Regions from separate parts of the Oncorhynchus mykiss genome. Here region 1 is linked to region 2. The links are chromatin contacts, called in public Hi-C maps. All regions are on one chromosome and are shown on one strand. The core of a region is the stretch at or near the end of the contact, and the rest is flanking DNA. Distances in the headings are between cores, read along the strand shown.

Region 1 (6,926 bases), core at 2,875-5,374, 170 kb before region 2:
CCTAGCATGGACTTGTAGATGACCTGGAGCCAGTGGGTCTGGCGACGAATATGTAGCGAGGGCCAGCCGACTAGAGCATACAAGTCGCAGTGGTGGGTGGTATAAGGTGCTTTAGTGACAAAACGGATGGCACTGTGATAGACTGCATCCAGTTTGCTGAGTAGAGTGTTGGAAGCCATTTTGTAGATGACATCGCCGAAGTCGAGGATCGGTAGGATAGTCAGTTTTACTAGGGTAAGCTTGGCGGCGTGAGTGAAGGAGGCTTTGTTGCGGAATAGAAAGCCGACTCTTGATTTGATTTTCGATTGGAGATGTTTGATATGAGTCTGGAAGGAGAGTTTGCAGTCTAGCCAGACACCTAGGTACTTATAGATGTCCACATATTCTAGGTCGGAACCATCCAGGGTGGTGATGCTAGGCGGGGATGCGGGTGCAGGCAGCGATCGGTTGAAAAGCATGCATTTGGTTTTACTAGCGTTTAAGAGCAGTCGGAGGCCACGGAAGGAGTGTTGTATGGCATTGAAGCTTGTTTGGAGGTTAGATAGCACAGTGTCCAATGACGGGCCGAAAGTATATAAAATGGTGTCGTCTGCGTAGAGGTGGATCAGGGAATCGCCCGCAGCAAGAGCAACATCATTGATGTATACAGAGAAAAGAGTCGGCCCGAGAATTGAACCCTGTGGCACCCCCATAGAGACTGCCAGAGGACCGGACAGCATGCCCTCCGATTTGACACACTGAACTCTGTCTGCAAAGTAATTGGTGAACCAGGCAAGGCAGTCATCCGAAAAACCGAGGCTACTGAGTCTGCCGATAAGAATATGGTGATTGACAGAGTCGAAAGCCTTGGCAAGGTCGATGAAGACGGCTGCACAGTACTGTCTTTTATCAATGGCGGTTATGATATCGTTTAGTACCTTGAGTGTGGCTGAGGTGCACCCGTGACCGGCTCGGAAACCAGATTGCACAGCGGAGAAGGTACAGTGGGATTCAAGATGGTCAGTGACCTGTTTGTTGACTTGGCTTTCGAAGACCTTAGATAGGATAGGTGTGTGTGTGTGTGTGTGTGTGTGTGTGTGTGCGTGCGTGTGCGCGTGCACATGTGCGTGTGTTTGTGTGCGTGCGTGCGTGTGACATAATTAAAAATAATCCAAAAGTGCATATTTGTAATTGGATTATAGGAATTGAAAGCTGACTGTGAGTGTGTGCACTGTACGTTCGTGCGCACATGTGTGTTTTGGATTCCTTTTAAGAGGGGTTTTACTATCCCATTCATTTATTGGATTAGAGTTTACAAGCTGTAGACTTGTCATTAAGGTCAAGTATTTACATAGCGCTTGTCACGGTTAACACAAATCACATTTTATTGGTTGCATATGTAACGGATGTGAAATGGCTAGCTAGTTAGCGGTGGTGCGCGCTAATAGCGTTTCAACCAGTGACATGACTTGCTCTGAGACCTTGAAGTAGTGGTTCCCCCTGCTCTGCAAGGGCCGTGGCTTTTGTGTAGCGATGGGTGACGATGCTTCGTGGGTGTCAGTTGTTGATGTGTGCAGAGGGTCCCTGGTTCGAGCCCGGGTATGGGCGAGGGGACGGACTAAAGTCATACTGTTACACATACACATATTTAGCAGATGTTATCGCGGGTGTAGCGAAATGCTTGTGTAGCGTGTGGTTTGATGGCGGGAAGTGGACATTCCTTTCTTTGCATGTCTCACATGATCCAATTATAGTCTTGACCTACTGTATCCCGCCTAAACCATCATCCCTGGATGATTTGGGAGGATGGCTTCAAATGGTAATACTCCAGTAGTCTCTTGTTACTGTTAGATCGAGTAGCTGGTCAGCGTGCACTTTTAAAATTGGTTCTGGGTACCAAGATTAGGTATTCTAGTGATGTTTCTATATCTTTGGCACTTTCTTTTCTTGTTTGTAGTGCAACCGTGGAAATCAGTTCTCTGCAGATGAGCGTGGAATGATCAACCCCATGTTTTGAGAGTTAATGGCAGTTAGCCAAACTTAGACAACCGTAGACCATCTCCAGTAGCTGTCAACCTCTTTGTGACAAAGAAGAGGTAAAATTGGAAGGCTGATGGTTTCGTTCAACACTGCCTTTCAACATGAAAAAGCTGATTGTGGGATCAAACTGGAACAAACCTCCTGTTCCACTGTTGTTGCACACAGCAATCTGTGAGATACATTGGAAACAATGCCTTTTAGTTTAAAAATGCTAAAGGCTGGAGAACGTTCGCCATCAAAGGCCCTGCATTCACATACAGCTTGCTTGCTTAACCACTAGGCAGGGTAGCCTAGTGGTTAAAGCGGGGGACTAGCAACCAATATCAAGAGGGATTGAACAACAGTTGGGTGCTCTAGTCAGTGATTGGACTGACTGCTTTGTTTACATGTCATTTGAACACACGATGGAAGCTAAAATAATTACTATTGCCCTTTCGACACTCTAGTCCTCCACTCTGCCCCTTCAATCCCCTACAGACACCCACACGCACACACACACATGCACACGCACGCACACACACACACACACACACACACACACGCGCACAGGCACACACACGCGCACGCACGCACACACACACACACGCACGCACGCGCACGCACGCACACACACACACACACACACACACACACACACACACACACACACACATAAATTTGATCAGACTGTCAGATGAGCCTATGATGGACTAGCTGCTTTGTTCCGGGGGAAAACACTGTTGCTCAGTGTGATCAAACGGAAATGTGTAGGGTGCTGCCATCAAAGACAGCAACTCCCCATATCAAACCTCCCAGATCCCATCTGCTGTACATCAGTCAGGCACACACCATGTTGACAAGGGTTTAGCAACGAAGGATCCATCTCTATTCCCTCACACGGGGGATTTCAATCGATAGTTGATTCCATCCAATGTACATGTCACAAGTGCTAGCATTAAATGTTCTGAAAACATATCCTAATACACCTGATAGTGTGCTTTTCTCTAAACATATTTGTCTGGAAGATTAGATGATGTGACTGAGGTTTGACTGAACCGAGCCAGTAAGCATACATTCTGCTCAGCCATGTCCATGCAGCTCTTAGATGAGATGGAAATGGGTGAAATAGACAGAATTTTTCGGAATCATCGTTGATGCCTTGGAAGCATATATCATCATGCCTCATGATTTCTCAAACCCTGTGCCATTTAATGTGTGAGTTCTCTCTAACAGCAGAAATAGCATAATTCTTATATATGAGCTCTTACCACCTAGAAAAGGATCCATATGCTATTGATGGAAATATCTGTCAGCCATGATATAAATCTTAGTGCTCTGTTTAATGGGAAAAAGAGGGGGATTATTTAGGCCGAATGGAAGCAAAAGTTGTCATGTTTTAGCACGTCACCTTAATATAAAGCAATGGACAGTTTTGGAATCATCATCATTGGGGTCATGGTAAAATACATATTTTGGAAGTTATTAAATCAAATCCTTATATAAGCTAGCCAGTTTGTTGTCTCTAGGCAGTAACATGTGGAGCTCTTCCTACTGATACAATATGACAGAAAATGCAATCCACTCCCATATTGCTCTTGGATACGACCCAAACTTCTGCTTTGCAGACAGGCTTTCTCGCATTATTAATAACAATTTCCCATCTGCTATCTGTAGAGTATTTAACATTGCCCAAGTGTTGAGCCCTGTCTCCAAGTCCTCCCTCAGCGTTCGGTGCAAAATATTGTCAGTCAGATGCGTAGGTTTTCAGGGTCCATACAAATATGCTGTAGACTATAGAATACCTTCAAGGTGTATCATTATAAGCAGACAATAAGCATGGCATGTGATAAGAATTGTTTTATTTTATTAATAGCCTCATATTTTCATCTCATAGGTGTAATTTATTTTAGGGTATTTAATAGTTTGATTGAAAATGGTTTTGTCTTATTGAGAAAAGCTCATTCATGGTCCTCACCTAACCTCATCTCCCATCGGGTAAGGCAAGTCAGGTACTTGAGGTCTTTCATTCTTTTTTGTGAAGGGAGGAGCTGGACCGCGTCCTCGGCGAACCTAGCCTATATGAGGACGAGAATAACGCACCACGCCAGACTTGTATCAGTGTGAATGCCAGGGGATGCGCAACATCTCCACACTAGGCTACATTCATTCTCATGGTCTCACATTCAAAGCGAATATTGCTACTTTTAAAGACGTTTTTAGAATCAGAGGTAGATGTGTTTGTACTTTACAGTGTTAGTCCTGTAGAGAGTGGTAGTCCTGTAGAGAGCGGTAGATAGCTAGTTTTATTAAATTGTTTTATGCGGGCCCAGAGCATTGCATTGGCCCAGAGCAGTGTGCGCCCCATACTGTACATATGCGGAGGGAGGAGCAATAGTATATCTCTTGATTCCATTTCCCTGTCGTGGCAGCCTACCGAAACGTTACTGGAGCACCTTTTTACACACACCTCATGGGAAATCCCAAATAAAGAGCACCTTGTGACTTTGTTTAAGTGCAAATTAGGAACCGCACGAGACGTTTTGACGGCAAGCGGCGCTTTGCAGAGGAATTTTTTTAAATAGAAAAGCCCGGTACTGTGCAGTTGCATACCCTACCACTCCACTTGCGCTTTATACGGAGAGGCTTTGACTTTTTCATCCTCGTTTCAGTCTCAAAACAACCGTATTCCCGTCCAAAACAGTAGAAGAACCTGACGGTGAGTCTCATTGGCACATATTTACTTTCAAACGTGTTCTACCCACCGTGTATGTCGCATTTGTGCGTATTTTTCTGTCCAAGCTAGCCCTAGTAGCTGCATGGTTTGACAGATCAGCAGCGTTATGTAGGCTACAGTATAGCTTCACCTTGGCCTCCTACAGTTTGCGTGCTAAAATATAATTCGCCGCAATTACTGTTGTACTGTTGTTGTAGTGTTTATTTAATTTATTGTCTGATGTAGTTGTCGATGCAGATAGTCCGTGTGCAATGTGTTCACATAATCAACTGAGGGGCCTAACTTGTATTTATTAATTTATGATACTACACACACACACACACACACACACACACACACACACACACACACACACACACGCACCTGTCTATTATTGTGCAGGTTGTGTGGCTTTGTGTGTAGGAGGTTCAAATATTATTTTAGCATGTAAGTGTCATATTGTTCAAATCTGGTGCAGGTATGTTTGTAGCACAGTTGCAGCAAATAGTTTGGCTAACTGCCAACTTCTAAGGGTTACAGTACAAATTACACATCACATTTGCTATGATACCGCAGAATGAAACGGATAATTCTAGGCCTATAGCTCCAGGAATATTGACAGTCATAGGGCATACCAACAATATGGACCTGGGAAATATCATGGAACACATGGCAGTTACGCACAGCCATATCATTTAGTCTTGTTTGGGAAATTCCTGTGTAATGTCAATAGCTTGGTACAACGTTACTTACTATTCTATTATAATAAATGTGTCTGTTTTCTTAGTGCTGTCATACAGTAATGTCCATTTAAATGTTGCCTGGCTATCCAAACTCTATGCTCTGGCCAAACGCAACACCACGCCTATGGACATTAAAGTTTCTTCTCCTCAATCAGTCAATAGTGTACAACTGCAGCCCGCAATTCGGGGCGTTCCTGCATCTGGTCATTCCTGGCTCTGCAGGAATGCCCCCCCTCCCCCTCGAGCAAATCCATTCTAGACCGTCTGATTGGTCCCAGAAACGGATGGGTTGGGCCAGACCCAGAACACACATGGGTAAAGCGGCGTTTTGAAAATGTGTCATTGGCTTTGATACTCTGATTGGTTCGAAATGATCCAATCACTGATGGTTTTGTTTTTGACCACATGGGGACCATTTTTAGGAGCCTAGGGTCCAGGAAAAATGTGGCCTTTTATAAGCGCATTTCATGCAATTATACATCATTGTGCAGGACTGGATACTTTTGTAATACGGCACAACTGATGGAAATGACAGGCTACTTTGACACTGACCAACTGAGAATCTAAGATCAATAAAAACAACCTTGTCTTGAATCCATCAATAGCCTGGGCCTAGGTGTGTGTGGAGACACACATATTGTACAATATGACAAGAAAATTATAGTCCTAAAAAAGCTTTTCAGTTTCACTGACTCGCCTAATAATGCACAGCTCGCTATGCGCTCGTGCCAAAGCCTACTTCTCTCTTGTTTTACTTAAAACAATGTTTGCTCAATAGGCCTATTTGGAAGTTGATTAAATATTAAGGTAGCTTAAAGCAGACAGATTAGAGTCTTCTCTCTTCAGCAGGAGCCATTTTGCTTTCCAACCACATCTAGGCAATAAAAAATAAAAAGCTATTGATCCTCTGTGGCTACATTATAGGACTACTCGGGTACAGTAGGCTATTCTGAAAATGTCATTTCTTTCTGAACAGACAGCAGTAATTCTATAACTTTGGCACATGTATTTACATATATCAGGGGTGCTGCAGCAGCTCCAGCAACTTTCCCGCAGCTAAGGAAATTATTAAGTGCTATCAGCCAACCAGGCCGAATATTGATGGTGATGTAAATCAAGTGTTATCAAGTGTTAATCAAATGTTATGCTGCTGTGGCAGTACTGTTTGATATTTAAACTAATTAGCTTGCTACACACGCTCGACCGGGCGCGCACAATCTCCATTAAGGGCAGACCAATGGACGGGGTGGGCGTGGCGAACTTGACGATGTCACAACGACTTGGGGGCAGTGGGTTCAGAACAACGCCATACAAGTGGTAGGGCAAATATCAGGGATACTGATAGCTGTTTACATTTGGGAGGGAGATATTTCCCAGCTCTATGATAAAACCTAATACATCGAGTCCTTGACTTTCATCCAGATTTCCACCTACACATTAATCATTACCTAGGTGTTTAAAACTCTGTCTTC
Region 2 (7,181 bases), core at 2,815-5,314:
ATGTTGATGAGGAAATCTGATGTCTAATTGTGAATGGGAAGAACGAGTTATTAGATATGATTAAGATGTGAACTACGTTCGGTTAGTTTGGAATTCATTTCACAACATTTTTTAAAATCATAAGACACTTATTTTTTATATTTCACTGTTAATATAATAGAACAAAAGTATAACATAAAAGGTTTTTGTGTCTTAAAATGACATGGTGAATTCAGAAAGTATTCAGACCCCTTGACTTTCTCCACATTTTGTTACGTTACAGCCTTATTCTAAAACGGATTAAATCATTTCCCCCCCTCAATCTACACACAGTACCCCTTAATGACAAAGCAAAAACAGCTTTTCAGAAGTGTGTGCAAATGTATTTGGGAAAAAAACTGAAATATCATGTTTATTCAGACCCTTTACTCAATACTTTGTTGAAGCATCTTTGGCAGCGATTACAGCTTCGAGTCTTCTTGGGTATGGCGCTACAAGCTTGGCACACCTGGGGAGATTCTCCCATTCTTCTCAGCAGATCCTCTCAAGCTCTGTCAGGTTGGATAGGGAGCGTTGCTGCCCAGCTATTTTCGGTAAAAGGCTGTCATGTGCCTTTTACTGAGTGGTTCAGTCTGTCCAATCTACCATAAAGGCCTGATTGGTGGAGTGCTGTAGAGTTGGTTGTCCTTCTGGAAGGTTCTCTCATCTCCACAGAGGAACTCTGTAGCTCTGTCAGAGTAACTATCAGGTTCTTGGTCACCTCACTGACCAAGGCCCTTCTCCCCCAATTGCTCAGTTTGACTGGGCGGCCAGCTCTAGGAAGAGTCTTGGTGGTTCCAAACTTCTTCCATTTAAGAATGATGGAGGCCACTGTGTTCTTGGGGACATTCAATGCTGCAGACATTTTTTGGTACCCTTCCCCAGATCTGTAGCTCGACACAATCCTGTCTTGGAGCTCTACAGGCAATTCCTTCAATCTCATGGCTTGGTTTTTGCTCTGACATGAACTGTCAACTGTGGGACATTATATAGACAGTTGTGTGCCTTTCCAAATCATGTCCAATCAATTGAATTTGCCACAGGTTGACTCCAATCAAGTTGTTGAAACACCTCAAGGATGATCAATGTAAACAGGATGCACCTGAGCTCAATTTCGAGTCTCATAGCAAAGGGTCTGAATACTTATGTAAATAAGGTATTTCTGTATTTAAAAAAAAAAAAAACAGTTTTCACTTCGTCATTATGGGGTATTGTGTGTAGATTTATATTTAATCCAGTTTAGAATAAGGCTGTAATCTAATAAAATGTGGAAAAAGTCATGTGGTCAGAATACATTCCGAATGCACTGTAGGGTTCTAGTACAGATTTATTTCATGCTTCTAGAAAGAGAGGTGTTCAGATTTTTTAGGGTTGTCTTGTCTGTATTTAGTTTAAATAAAAAATAATCGTCAAAAACCGTTGCCAGGAATGTTCACTTAAAAATAAACTGCTCAAGGCCCGGTTTCCCGATAGCAATGGCACTTAGGCTTAAGAGTGTTTTAATGATGCATCTTTCCTACAACAGCCAATGAAATACATACGTTTCTCAAAACACCACGCAGAGAGAAAGTTTGCTAAGTGCGTTGTTGAGGCATGTGTCAATACTAAGGCAACTCTGTTCTCAGATCAGCTTTCTCCATACAAATCTGACTTTAACATTAGAATTATTCCACATTACTGATGACAGATCAGCTCCTAGAAACAAATACTGAGGCGGCTAATTCTAATGCTTACCCTATAACAATGCACTAAATCAAGATTTGGCACATCATTGTACACTTGTTGTTACACATCATGAAATGTATTGAGGCAAAAAAACAACAACAGACAGTAGCCTACAATTATCAAAATAGAACTCAATTGAATGAACATGAAATTGAGTTCAGTAATATTTAATTATATAGGCCTACTGTACGTGCGGCCTATACTGTAGGCTATTTATATTTTAATGCAGTTCTCTCTGTTTCCATTTTAAGCATTCATTTAACGTTTAATTTGTCCTTCGCTTGCTTAACAATTGAAAAGACATTGGCAACTTTGTATTTGTAGTCAACTTCGTTGTGATGTTATTGGCGGTCACAGAGAGACAGATAAACATCTTGATTCTTTGTTTAGCGCAGATCTTATTCCATCCCTTTACTTAGATTTGTGTGTATTAGGTAGTTGTTGTGGAATTGTTAGATTACTTGTTGATATTGCTGCACTGTTGGAACTAGAAGCACCTGCATTTCGTTACACTCGCAATAACATCTGCTAACCATGTGTATGTGACAAATAAAATTTGATTTGAAGTAGTACATCCTATCACCGATTTGAAGAATGACTACAATTAAGGTCATGTAGCAGTGTTGACCCCATTCAGAATGATAAAAAAAAAATGTGCTCATGAAACAGCCAACAAGGCAGCATCCTAATTTATGAGTCACTGAGGCTGCTATTGCATCTGATCAGCCTGGCAGGAATAGAGCTTACCCACTGGATCATAGGCATCAGCCTATAAGGTACTTTTAACGGCTAATATGCCTGCAAGGAGCTTTTCCCATGAAACAGCCTACAAGGCAGCATTGTGACTTCATCAGCCTCTAAAGCTGCTATTGAGCTGCTCAAGCTCTGAGGCTGAAAGCTAATCTAATCAGCCTGCCAGGAATGGAGTTCTGTACATGTAAATATTACCCATAAAACAGGAAGTGCCCATTATAATTATGCACATATCAGTTATGCAAGCTCACAACCAGCAAAAAATAACTAGCTAGCTACAGTAGCTAACTAACACGACTACCTAGCTAACTGCTAGCTCACAAGACTAGCTAGCCAAGTGAGCTTCTAGCTAACAAACAATCAGTGTAATATCAGTATAAAGTTGACTTAATTTTGAAAGATGCTGGCTACATTACATGTTTTACTCTATGCTTCAGCTTTCTGGATATGTTTGAACATGGCTCGTCGTCCCTTCATTCGATTGGTTCTGGTCTTGAGGGCGGCACGCAGCCTTGGAGACACTGTCACCTGTCAGGCGCTGTTCAGGGCTTAAATGCTCCACGAGCGTCCAGCTCGGGAATGGTTTTAGCACCACCAGGCGACAAAATTGAAGAACTACACCACACATAGTAATTTCCGGCAGAATCGGAAATGGTGTCATTCTCCATCATCAAAAAAAGTAATAGCGGCATGGCAGCAGCACCAGCTATCCACACTAAGACTGGTTATCAGATTTTGCCTTCAAAATAAAAGTCCACGGTAAAACGCTATGCATGTGATACAATATCAATATTTTTTTGCAGCTTTGCACAGAGCATAATGTTAAAATTATGTTAAAGAAATTATAACTACATGGGGGGAAAATTTAAACTAAAGAGAATTGTATTTTGGTTGTATTGCACAAACAACTTGCACTGTACAGGAAAAACAATATATTTTTTGTCCATAAAACCAGGGTCCAGTCTACTCTCTAAAGTCCCTAGAATACAAGAGTTTGAACAAAAAGTTATGTCATAGGAAGTGTTGCAGGACTTTTACTGTGGTCTAACAGCTTACAGTGGGGTGCCTGGACAATGTGGTACAATGCAAATCATTGTATATGCATTACATATGGGCTTATAATAATTTTAAAAACGATTATAGGTGCCGCAGGAAAAGTATTGTAGAATACTCAGTAGGGTCAGTAGAATCCATATATGGTGTCATTTCATGGGTCATTGAATGGAGTTTTGCTGGCTTTTTACTCCACCAAATCATGGAAAACATGTTGCCTAATAGAGCAAAAACTATTCTAGGTGGCTATGCAAAAGTTTTGTAGGGAATATAATATATTATTATATTTCATGCACAGTTATTTGCATTGGAGGCATTTATTTGACCATGGGACATGTTTTAAAACACATTTAAATCAAATGTCACTTAAAAATGAGCAAATATGAATAATTGTTCATGTTCAGAGAAGTATTTTTCATATTTCATGAATAAATACAGGTTATTGACACTGCTATACTATTACGTGGGGACTCTTATTTGACACGTTTACAAACTTCAGTTACCCGGAAGTACTTTTTTAGTGTCGCTGACGAGACACTTACCAAAAAAAAAATGAATGCTGCTGTTTTCTTCTGAACACAAAACAGTCTCTTGGATAATGTCACACATCGGCGATAACGAGCTAGAACAACTGGAATACCTCTCGTTGGTATCCAAAGTGTGCACAGAACTCGACAACCATTTGGGGATAAGTGATAAAGATCTAGGTATGTAAAACTGAAAGTGAACTTTCAATATAATATTTGTTAGTTGGCAATACAATGGCTAACAGCTAGCGACGCGTTAGCTAGCAGCAACTCGAGATCATCTTCTCGGGTAAACCAGCTAGCTATTAAACTGGCTAATGATTTCATTAGCGTAGCTAAGTTAGGTAACTAACTAGTAAACCGTGTAGTTGAGTTTAGTCAGCTAATAACGTTACTAACAACGATGCGAACTTTCTCGCTGCCGCTAGCTGACATGCTATAGTAGCCATTTTAGCGAGCAAATCAAAGCTACACTCGAAATGTTTAGGACTAGTTAACGTGGTTAATGTGGTTATTTTCTTTGCTGTTTTACAGCTGAGTTTGTCATCAGCCTTGCTGAAAAGCAACCAACATTTGATGGCTTCAAATCACTTCTGCTGAAAAATGGAGCAGAATTCACAGTAAGTTTCTCCAGCTTTCAAATCGACACGTTCTTCTCTCCCCTGATCCTTAGTGTAAAAGAGAAAGTAGTGCACTGTTATCAACTCTAGGAGGAGGAGGGGGGGGTCTATAAAATCTGTTACATATATATTTTTTTTTACATCTGAAAAGTACAATTGAGAATCAAGAAAATTGAATGTTCTGAGTCCATGTCAATGCTTAAATATTGTTTTAGGTCTGATTATTGTGTGTAATTCCACTTTAATTGAGCATCTGGCCCTTTAATTGCGCATCTAGCAAGTAAGGAATGTGCCATCTGTGCCGGTCTAGTGATGGTTCTGTACAGCTGCTGCTCATTTCATGGCAAAGTTTGCAAATAACAAGAAATATATATAAAACAATATGCTTACTCATGATATACTTCTGCTATACAAATTATATACACTACCGTTCAAAAGTTTGGGATCCCTTAGAAATGTCCTTGTTTTTGAAAGAAAAGCACAAAAAAAATGGTGTCCATTTGAAATAACATCAAATTGATCAGAAATTCAGTGTAGACATTGTTAATGTTATAAATGACTATTGTAGCTGGAAACAGCTGATTTTTAATGGAATATCTAAATAGGCGTACAGCGGCCCATTATCAGCAAACATCACTCCTGTGTTCCAATGGCACGTTGTTAGGCTAATTGATCATTAGAAAACCATTTTGCCATTGGAACACAGGGGTGATGGTTGCGATAATGGGCCTCTGTATGCCTATGTAGATATTCCATAAAAAAATATCCAGCTACAATAGTCATTTACAACTTTAACAATGTCTACACTGTATTTCTGAACAATTTGATGTTATTTTAATGGACAGAAAACGTGCTTTTCTTTCAAAAACAAGGACATTTCTAAGTGACCCGAAAACTTTTGAACTGTAGTGTACATCTGCCAGGTAAGCCGACTTTGCAGTTAACAGTTTATTTCTGTCAACCCACATCAACTGGCTACACACAGAGTGATAGACAAACACATGCACCACACAGACAGACGCGGGCAATATTGCTGGATATTAATTGGTAGATATTGTGTTAGATTTGGCTTTTTAAGCCAGTAGTGGCTAACCAGGGTTGGGATAATGTCAACGTTGCGTTGATTAGATAGTTGCTGGGAGCTTACGGGGTCTGATACTTGTGAGATTTGTTTATGACAGTTGTGCGGTGGAATACGTGAAAATTGCTTCTACTTTCAGAATTGTTTGGCGAGCCACTCATAGTTGGGCTGTGAGCTACTGGTAGCTTGCGATCGACCTGTTGGAGACCCCTGACCTAAATGGATGTTTATGGAACTGATATGTAGACGTAACATTTATTTTCCATCTTTCAGGATTCACTCGTCGGCAATTTGCTCAGACTTATTCAAACGATGCGGCCTCCACCAAAGGCATCTTCAAGCAAAGGTATGTGATCTGTATTCCACCTGTATCCTCTGATGTGATGTGTGCTTTTCACTTAGCGCACATTTTTGAAGGTATGGGCTGGGCTATGTGTACTCGGTGTACAAAACATTAAGAGCACCTTCCTAATATTGAGTTACACCTCGCCCTCAGAACAGCCTCAATTAGTCAGGGCGTGGAGTCTTCAAGGTGTCAAGCATTCCACAGGGATGCTGGCCCATGTTGACTCCAATGCTTCCCAGAGTTGTCATAGTGGCTGGATGACCTTTGGGTGATGGACCATTCTTAATACACACGGGAAACTGTTGTTTGTGAAAAACCCAGCAGCGTTGCAGTTGACACAAACTGGTACATCTCACACCTACTACCATACCCTGTTCAAATACACTTGAATATTTTGTCTTGCCCATTCACCCTCTGAACTGCACACATACACAATCCATGTCTCAATTGTCTCACGGCTTAAAAATCTTTCTTTAACCTCTCCTCCCCTTCATCTACACTGATTGAAGTGGATTTAACAAGTGACATCAGTAAGGGATCATAGCTTTCACCTGATCAGTCTATGTCATGGAAAGGGCAGGTGTCCTTAATGTGTTGTACACTCAGTGCATGTGCTATTGTTACAATGTTGTGGGCTTGATGATATGCTGAGTTGCTGACCCTTTACTCTGTGATTTTAGCCTTTGAACCTGTGGTCAAGCAGAAGAGTGACAAGGACAAGCTGAAGGAATTGTTTCCTGCATTATGCAGGCCAGACGATCCTGCTCCCAAGGTACATTTTGTTGTTGTTATAACCTGGTTAATTTGCAGGTGAAATGTATATTATAGGCTTTACTTTGTGGTTGACTTTGATCTGCTGACATTTGGCCTACCGTTTCGGACCCCCTCCCCCAAGGCCATATTGGATGAAGACGATGTGAAGATCGCCGACGCTGCCATGAAGGAGTTGGAGATGTTCATGCCCAGTGTGAGCAGATCAGACTCAAAGAGCAAGAGCAGGTAAAGGGCTTTCACCAGTAAAATTCTTATTGGTTTCAAGTGCAACGTTTTTCTCAGTT

Evidence for each region. Hi-C and Micro-C count contacts between places; a contact is called where the count stands out from the background.
Region 1: a contact with region 2 is called in a Hi-C map of liver, with 6 times the contacts expected there. The contact joins the promoter of LOC110491482 here to the promoter of LOC110491480 in region 2. A contact is called at or near these places in 2 of 3 Hi-C or Micro-C datasets (blood and liver).

Annotation. Positions count from the first base shown.
Region 1 is chr16:17,866,042-17,872,967 of USDA_OmykA_1.1, reverse strand. It overlaps LOC110491482 (thyroid hormone receptor alpha-like), which reads left to right and starts at 4,124. Exons shown (of 11, transcript XM_021564965.2): 1 at 4,124-4,714.
Region 2 is chr16:17,690,965-17,698,145 of USDA_OmykA_1.1, reverse strand. It overlaps LOC110491480 (ATP-dependent RNA helicase DHX8), which reads left to right and starts at 4,064. Exons shown (of 22, transcript XM_021564962.2): 1 at 4,064-4,256; 2 at 4,611-4,696; 3 at 6,051-6,123; 4 at 6,804-6,895; 5 at 7,019-7,122. The coding sequence starts at 4,106.